Linked DNA regions of Mus musculus: all the other regions are linked to region 1. The links are chromatin contacts, called in public Hi-C and HiChIP or PLAC-seq maps. All regions are on one chromosome and are shown on one strand. Each heading gives the region's core, a stretch centred on a gene start, on an enhancer-like site or on the middle of the called end of the contact. The rest is flanking DNA. Distances are from core to core; before and after follow the strand shown. Region 1 holds the start of 1700017L05Rik (RIKEN cDNA 1700017L05 gene). Region 2 overlaps Igfbp7 (insulin-like growth factor binding protein 7). Region 3 has its middle 110 kb from the start of 1700017L05Rik.

Region 1 (2,700 bases), core at 22-2,521:
CTTCATCTGATCTCTACAGGCACCTGCACTGAGGGGTGCATACCTCTCCCACATATACTCATAATTAAAATAATGAGTCTTAAGAATCGTTCGTATTTATTTTTGACAGTTTCCTCAATGTCTATCATAAATTTTAGTCCTTTTTACACTCTTCCCTGTCTCATCCCCTTCCTTTTCCTGTTGAACCCCCCCCCCCACTTTCCAACAAGCCCCCATCCTACTTTGATGCCCCCCCCCCCCCGTGTGTGTGTGTGTTTGACTTACTGAATCCAATTAAGATTCCTTGTATGGGTGAGAGGTTATTTGGAGCATGTGTGGTTTATCAATGGCTTCTCCACTGAAGAAACCACCCCCACCCCCCACCCCTGTCATGGACTGCGGATATGCTCTGTGGAGAGCCGAAGATACAAGGAGCTCCTCTCTAATCCATGATAAAACGCTGGCAGGCTGAACCTTGTACAGTCCTTGTGGCTCTCGGAGTTTCCTGTCAAGACTATTGGTGACTTTTCGAGCCTATCGTGAAGGAACTTCCCGTCCAGTTCTATCTCCCCATTTACATTGCTCTGGGTCCCGATGTAGCTGATATTTAAATCAGGCCCACGATGCTGTGATGGTATACCGTACAAGGCTCCAGTCTCAGCACAGGGCTGAGCCCTGAACACCTTCAAACATCAACAGTTAGTGACCGAGGCACCCGCCTTAGACCAGCTGAACCTATTATTAGTGAATGGAAGAAGACACAGCCAGCGGACCTTGTATGCTATCCCGAGGGCCTGTCAAGGCCTCTTTCACACTGTCTCCACCAGTCCCAGGCACGGTGGCTTCAGTTTGGAGGGAGCGGTGGAGAGCAGTGTATGTCGAGAGAAACACTGCCCCCTGGCTGCCATCCTGGTCTCTGGACGCTGGGTACTTTCATCTGAAAACCTCAAGCCAAAAGAAACTCAGGTTGATTGTTTCCAGGAGGCAAAAAAAGTGTCCCAAGATGGCTTGTTAGACATGAAAGTGGCCGGCGACTTCTAACTTGCAGATTTTCTTGCTAACAAAATATGATAAAGTTATGTCTCACTGGGGACACAGCTACATATTCATGAAAAAGAAACGGACTGGCAAAAATCCTCTAGCACAGTCTTAGTCATGCTTTCCGTGGGTGGTGGGGTCCTGACGAACTGGTTCTTACACACCCCGTTCTGCTGTCCAGATTTCTGACAATTGAGTATGTATTACGTCACAATGAGAACCCTGAATCCCGCCAACACATTTGCTTACCGAGCGGCAGACGCTGGAATGAACACCAGATGGGGAGGTCTGTGTGAATTTTTGCCACTGTCTCCTTCCCATCCTAGTTGTCCCAAATGAGAGGCCCGTGGGTCTGCCAGAGGAGAGTTCTGTATGGTACAAAGGCTTGGGGGGAATCTGTTCCCTGTCTTTCTACAAAGATGCTCGTCACAGCCCATCCCTGCCAAAGGCTGTCCCTGGGACACATATGATGGTTTCCAGTACTACCCTCGGGTTTGATGATTCCCTAGAGGGACTCTCAGGATCTAGCAAGGCTGTTGTCTTCACAGATATGGTTTGTACAGCGAAAGGATACAGATTAATAGGCATGTATCAATAACTACTATACGGGGTCACTCGTGTGTGTGTGTGTGTGTGTGTGTGTGTGTGTGTGTGTGCATAAGTGATTGATGCTTAGAGTCTTTTGAGGGAAGATGGATGGCCAGGAAGGCAAAGCGTCTAGAAATCATGTCATATGAAGGATATGACAGTATTTAATATGGAAGCAAGAAGGCCCACCTTACACTGCCTGTGTTTGATGGGTTGCCATGGAGAAGCAGAAGCAGACACATGAGGTCTAGTTCTAGAGGAGATGAGGAGATCCAATAAGGAAGGAGCAGGAGGCTGGAGCCTGCAGAGGTGACAGGAGCTCTCTAAGAATTACAAGTGCCCAATGGCAGATCCAGACTTCTAGACTGTTCAGTCCTTGACACTATGAGTGAGAAGATATGGCCCTTTGCAGGTTCACTGGGATGATCTCAGAGGTGCGTGGGAGCTTGGCTGACAGTGGCTCTACAGCTCTCTCTTCTAGTGTGTGCCTTGCTCATTTCTCTTGCTAGCATCCGGTAGGATGCACCATTCACAGCAGGCCTTGGGAGTACTTGGTAGTATTGCACCTTTGAAGGGGTTGCTAATCCCGTGGAATGTAGGAAGCAAAGGCCTCTTAGCCTCTACCTTGTTATCTCCCTAGATTGAAACCTCAGCTTGCCCTAGCCAGTGTTTCTTTTTAGGATGATTAAAGTCTTTGGCTCCGTCTGAACCCATTCATTTTAACTATTCCATTTCCCAAGAATATCATCTCATTACTTTTTCAATGACTCAATATTTTCAGCACAAGTGAACGAGTCCAGAAAGTCATTTCAGCCATTGATTATTTTTGGTAACCTTCTGATCTATTCTGAATCTCTCTTCTTTTAATTCTCATTTATGCCCTCCTGTCTCGTCATCTGTTCAGAGCTGAAAATAGTAACTTGGCTTGACCTTATTATCTACCGTTTAAGATTTTATGGTCTTTGGTTAAATCTCATCTTAATAAGTGTTCCTAGGCTGTAGATTATAGTTTTTCCATTCCTTCCTTAAAGGCTGCCCTTTGCAGCTCAAGTCTGTTATCACAGCACCAACTTCTCTGCCCTTCCCCAAATATGC
Region 2 (2,700 bases), core at 94-2,593, 92 kb before region 1:
CAGCAATTAAAAGTGTTTGTTGTTTGCAGAAAAAAAAAAGTAGCAATCTCATTTTAAAAGTTTAGATACAACCCAGAAGACAAAGCTAAAGACTTGCTCTATAGCAGATTGTTCCTATTTTAGTCAACATGTAAGATGTGAACATTAGAGGTCACCTGGGTTCAACCCATATGGCAGGTCACAATCATCCTCGGCTCTAGGGGGTCTGGTGACCTCGTCTGACCACTGCCAACAACAGGAACACACATGGTGCCCAGATATACATCTGAGTGAGACACTCATATACGCAAAATAAATAAATCTCAGTAAGAAAGTACCATGAAGTCAATGAACTTTAGATTTGGAGGGGCCCTCAACTCCATCCTGCCCAAACCTTCTTTGGCCAGATGAGGGTCAAAGGCTCACACATTTGCCTAAGCTCATCTGAAGATGATGGAGAAAAGGAACCAGTGGGCTATATGAACTCGTCTCCTTGATTTGATTAACAACCCCGCAGGAACCTCACCTATCTTTACTCTGAGGCCGTCCAGACAGCATAGCGACTGGGAGAGCAGAAATGTGCTGGGGATAGCCATGAAGCATCCCACCCTGTGCTCCTAGGCGGATGGTCAGCTGCCAGACTCAGCTTGGAAAGAATTCCAGTTTGCATGGATGAAACACGGACAAATAAGATAACTGAGGGTCTGGGTGAGTGATTTCCCCAATTCTCCTGAGCTTCGGGTTGGAAAAGTGCAGCCTGCTCTGGAATTCGAGAACATCACAAACAGTCCTGAGTAGAAACTTCCCAAGTGACCTCAGCCCATACTTCCGGGCTTGTCTCAGTCCCGTTTCCAGTTGCTGGCTTGCCCACATGTGTCTGAGATAGAAAAAACAAAGAGGAAAAGCTTTCCAAAAAACGCACACTAAGCAAAACATATCTTCCTGTGTTCTCTGGCAAGAGAGCTGGAAAGCAGGTGATGGGTTCAAGGACAGGGATCCCCCAGCAAGATAACTCAGTTTACTGCGGTGAGAAGGGCAGTTGAGGAAACTGCGGTGAGAAGGGCAGTTGAGGAAACTGCGGTGAGAAGGGTAGTTGAGGAAGCTTGGGAAAGAGGCTCTGGAGAGAACACAGTTAACTCTCCTCATCCCGAGACCAAAAATACTAGAGAGGACAATTTAAGGGAGGAAGGGTTTATGTTGGCATATTGTGCAGCCCGTGGTTGCTCCGCCCCTTGGTTGCAAGCAGATCACCATGGTAACGGGGTCACATGATGGAGGCTTCTTGGTGAACAGTAAGTAGAGGAAAGGACATAAAGACAGTGGCCTGGGGAAGATTCCATCTCATTAAGCTACTTCCTCCAAAGGCCCCCGAAGATGAATCACCTTCTAGCAATGCTGTCATCTTAGAACTCTATCAAGGGATTAGCCCTGATTGGGCCACCGCTTGCATGATCTAATGGTTTCTGGAAATGCCCAGATGGAGCTGCAAACATGCTTTATCAACCTCCCAGGTCTGTCTGTCTGTCTGTCTTTCTCTCTTTCTTTCTCTCTTTCTCTCTCTCTCTCTTTCTTTCTCTCTTTCTTTCTCTCTTTCTTTCTTTCTTTCTCTCTTTCTTTCTCTCTTTCTTTCGGTTTTTCGAGACAGGGTTTCTCTGTGTAGCCCTGGCTGTCCTGGAACTCACTCTGTAGACCAGGCTGGCCTCGAACTCAGAAATCCGCCTGCCTCTGCCTCCCGAGTGCTGGGATTAAAGGCGTGCGCCACCACGCCCGGCTCTCTCAGGTGTTTTCTAATCCAGTAAGGTAGGCAGTTGAGAACAATCTTCACACCATCCCTGGACTGACCCCACAACAAGGATGAGGCTCACTCTTTATTGTAGAGTCCTGGAGTGCCACCAGGCAAGCATTTTCTAATTGGCAGGTCCATCCGGAGATAGATGTACCAAGAGGTCAGCCTCCTCCCCGTGCCAGAAGCGTGCAGCTGGATTCTGAGCAGCTCCCCACAGAGTTGGTAATGGTTCCATTGGGAAAGGGTGTTCAGCAACTGCAAGTGAAGATCTGCCTGGGAAAGATCACTTTTAGAGGCCTGGCTCTCACCGGTCAATGCCACTCCTTCAACGTCGCTCCTCTCTGGCTAACTCCTGGGTGCAGGAAATCTCTGACATATCTTTGAATGATTTCCTTCCTTCCTGTGGGTGCATGCTTTAACTGCAACTTGACAAATTATAGCTGTATGTACTTACGGGATAAATGTGATATTATAATTTATGAGTAAAACCAAGCCAAGCCAATGAGTATTTTTATCACTTCAAATTCTTATCCCATCAGTCTGTCTATCTACTATCTATCTATCTATCTATCTATCTATCTATCTATCTATCTATCTATCATCTATCTATCTATCTATCTACATATCATGTATCTCTCTATCCATCATCTCTATCACCTATCTATCTATCTATCTATCTATCTATCTATCTATCTATCTATCTATCCATCTATCTATCTATCTATCTATCTATCATGTATCTCTATCCATCCATCATCTCTATCATCTATCTATCTATCTATCTATCTATCTATCTATCTATCTATCTATCTATCTATCTATCTATCTATCTACCTATCTATCTACCTACCTACCTACCTACCTACCTACCTACCTACCTACCTACCTACCTACCTAGTGTGGTGAGGACATTTGAAGTCTAGTCTCTTCCTAGT
Region 3 (2,700 bases), core at 34-2,533, 110 kb after region 1:
TTAGCTTTAAAAAAAGAAAGGAATTAAAGACGATCTGAACATGCGTGAAGAGTAGTGTAGCAGAGTGCCAAAGGAAAGAAAGGGCCTTCTAATGTCATCCCCCACACACAGTTGCCCTTATAGAGGCAGCTTGGATAAACAGAACATCTCCGCGTTTACTTAAACAGTGCCTACATTTTCTTCCTCCCATTCTTTGCACGGGGTTGCTTTTCATTATTTTTTTGATTCCCTTCCGTCTACGTCATAGGTTCTTCCCTACCACATCCTTAAAAGCTCCCCACCAATTAAGGGCCAGCTTCATGGTGGCTCTCCATCTCTTGGGCTGATCCTAGCTGGAAGTAGCATCTCCCTCTTTTGAGCTTCTGTACAACTCAATCTGTTTTTCTTTCAGTGAGTATCTGCTTTAAATCGAATATAATTATACTAGCCATTAAATGGTGATTATCCTGGGTTAAGCTCCTTGGTAACAGTGCCGTTCTGTGTGATCTTTGAGTTATTTACAGGCTAGACTGAGTGTTTGGCGCTCAACAGATATTAGATAAATTGGATAAATGACTCTTAGAAAATATTAGATTCAAAACACAAACACCCGCAGAAAACGGAATCACTACATGGGCCAGTGTAACATTAAAAAACAAAACCAAAGAAAACACAGTACCTGTGTTTAAAATTCTGAAACTATTTGAAAAAAAAATCCCCAATCTTTAGAAGGACAGTTTCTCAAAAATAGAGCAAAACAAATCAGTAAAGAAAATGAAAACATAAGGCCAAAGAAAAAGGATTTATATTTTTGTATATGATCTGTTAAAATCATCTTTTCTAAACTCCTCTTTACCAAGATCCTTAAGGCCTTTGGCACCCCCATCCAAGTTAGTTACTTTCTCTCACTGAGTTAGCCTCAGCCTCTGGTTTGGAGGCAGGGGGATGTGGACTTTTGTTTCTTGTCTTTCTGGTCTTTCAATATACTCATTTACAGAGGCAACGGGGGTGGGGGGTGGGGGGGTGGGGGTGGGGTTGGGGGAGTACATTTAAATGTATACTCAAGACAGTTTCAGACTGGTGTTTTACTAAGGATTTCTGAGACAGGGGGATTGCTATCACTTGTTAATTGAAAAGGAACCCTGGGTTTCGTGCCTTACAGCCTTTCCTGGAATGGGACCACCGGACTGAACAATCTGAAATCATAGTGGGTTGTGCTGTGGCCAGTCAGCTTCAAACCATCCTGTCACTGGTTGGAATTCACGGACTCCCAAGCTCCAGAGAGAGAGAGAAAAGCTGTTTGTTTCCTGGTGCTGACAGGAGGCCCTGGTGGGGGATGAAGTGAGCATTTTTCAGCCTGTGCTTTCAAATGTAACTCGTGTAGTATTTCTCATCCCCGTGCTGTTTGGCTTGCTCCATTTGCTTTTATGACAGTGCTTGGCTACGATTAAATGACAATTTAATGTGCATAATAACTCATTTAAAGTTTTAGCGAGGGCTTGAATGAAGGTGACGGGGTTCGAGCGCATTTTGGAGAACGTTGTACAGTTTAAACCTAAGCCAGGGGGCAACTTAGAAAGATTTCTTATCTCGGCCGAGAACAGCTCCAATTTCTCTATTCTTTATCTTCTCCTCAGCTCTTTGCTCTGTCTGTCTCTGCCTGACACATTTAGTTCTATATCTCAATTGTGCTGGAAAGAGAGAGTGCAGTGGGGTCTGGGCTTAATCCCCACCCCTGGGATTCACGAGCTCTCTGGAAATCATCGTTGGCTGATGTAACTTCTCTAAGCCTGAAGGATTTGTTAACCAGGGACAGTTTATGGGCGCCGAGGCTCGGGACACAGAGGCAGGTTCTCAGTGCTTCTACTCCTGACAGAATGAGAGGGCCGTGGAACTTTCCATTGATTTGACCCTTGTGTGATTCCGTAGATGGCCAGAGCACTGGCCTTGCCTCTATTCCTGGGAGGCACAAGAAGGACAGGGAGGATGAGGAATGGCTAGTTTGTTTGTTTGTTTGTTTTTGGGTTCCCAGCAGGAGTTCCCAGGCTGAAGGCAGAGGTTTAGGAGAAGGACACAGGCACCTAGATTACAGCATCTTACTGTCAGTTTGAGGTACTATGGACTGTGAGTAAGGGAGGGTAAGGGGAATTTCCTGGCTGGCAGTGTTTTTAGCCTTGTTCTCCCACAAGATAAAGTAGGCTCAATGGGTGGGAGGATCAAGTTTCCCCCTGAGCCCTGGCTTTCAATCTTAAGCTCCAAATAGCCCACCAGAGGCTAGATCCTAGCTTGAGAATTCAAGGTGGTTGTCCTTGCTTTCAAGCTTTGACTGGGTCCTTCACATTCCACACCAACTTATGACAATAGGTATACAATCTGGTCCTCTTATATCCAGAGCTCAGTTGGCAGGGAACCCCGTACACCAGCTCCCCAGGAAGGAGAGGTCTCGGCTTCACCAGCACTTTCAGCCTATGCTATTCTGGGCTTGATCCAGAGAACCCTGATCCATCTGCATCTAGCAGATCCAGCAGGCATCCTCAGTTGCTTTAGAAGCCTTTGAAGCCACACTCAGTTGGCACAGGCAGGAATGACCCAGTTTCGTCATCAGGTGCTACTTTCTCTTTAGGAAATACCTTGTGTGTTAATCAGAGCTTTAATCCTTTAGTCTGGGGTATGATGTGAGGAAAAACCAGCTTCCCTTCCCTTTCATAACTCTCTTGGCTC

What was found. HiChIP or PLAC-seq counts read pairs in DNA pulled down with a chosen protein or histone mark. Hi-C and Micro-C count contacts between places; a contact is called where the count stands out from the background.
Region 2: a contact with region 1 is called in a CTCF HiChIP or PLAC-seq map of CD8 T cells, with 7 read pairs. The contact joins the enhancer-like site here to the promoter of 1700017L05Rik in region 1. A contact is called at or near these places in 1 of 15 datasets of contacts at CTCF or cohesin (CD8 T cells), 9 of 484 Hi-C or Micro-C datasets (the 63-12 cell line, the AML12 cell line, CD4 single positive thymocytes and 6 more) and 1 of 115 datasets of contacts at active chromatin or transcription factors (large pre-B cells).
Region 3: a Hi-C map of uterus shows a contact between it and region 1, with 2.8 times the contacts expected there. The contact joins the enhancer-like site here to the promoter of 1700017L05Rik in region 1. A contact is called at or near these places in 18 of 484 Hi-C or Micro-C datasets (the HL-1 cell line, the N1E-115 cell line, Sertoli cells and 10 more) and 4 of 115 datasets of contacts at active chromatin or transcription factors (astrocytes, embryonic stem cells and heart atrium).

What each region holds. Positions count from the first base shown.
Region 1 is chr5:77,464,217-77,466,916 of GRCm38.p6, forward strand. It overlaps 1700017L05Rik (RIKEN cDNA 1700017L05 gene), which reads left to right and starts at 1,272. Exons shown (of 2, transcript NR_131050.1): 1 at 1,272-1,601.
Region 2 is chr5:77,371,693-77,374,392 of GRCm38.p6, forward strand. The region is part of intron 1 of Igfbp7 (insulin-like growth factor binding protein 7); the gene reads right to left. Among named protein-coding and RNA genes, the nearest start is that of Gm34648, 14 kb to the right of the region's middle. Within about 2 kb of position 1,344, at least 93 of the 459 cell types and tissues checked have an H3K27ac peak or open chromatin away from gene starts, as enhancers often do. A contact at or near this core is called in CD8 T cells, the HL-1 cell line, the N1E-115 cell line and 1 more, where this site is marked.
Region 3 is chr5:77,578,723-77,581,422 of GRCm38.p6, forward strand. No RefSeq gene overlaps it. Among named protein-coding and RNA genes, the nearest start is that of 1700017L05Rik, 110 kb to the left of the region's middle. Within about 2 kb of position 1,284, at least 86 of the 459 cell types and tissues checked have an H3K27ac peak or open chromatin away from gene starts, as enhancers often do. A contact at or near this core is called in the N1E-115 cell line, adipose-derived mesenchymal stem cells, astrocytes and 5 more, where this site is marked.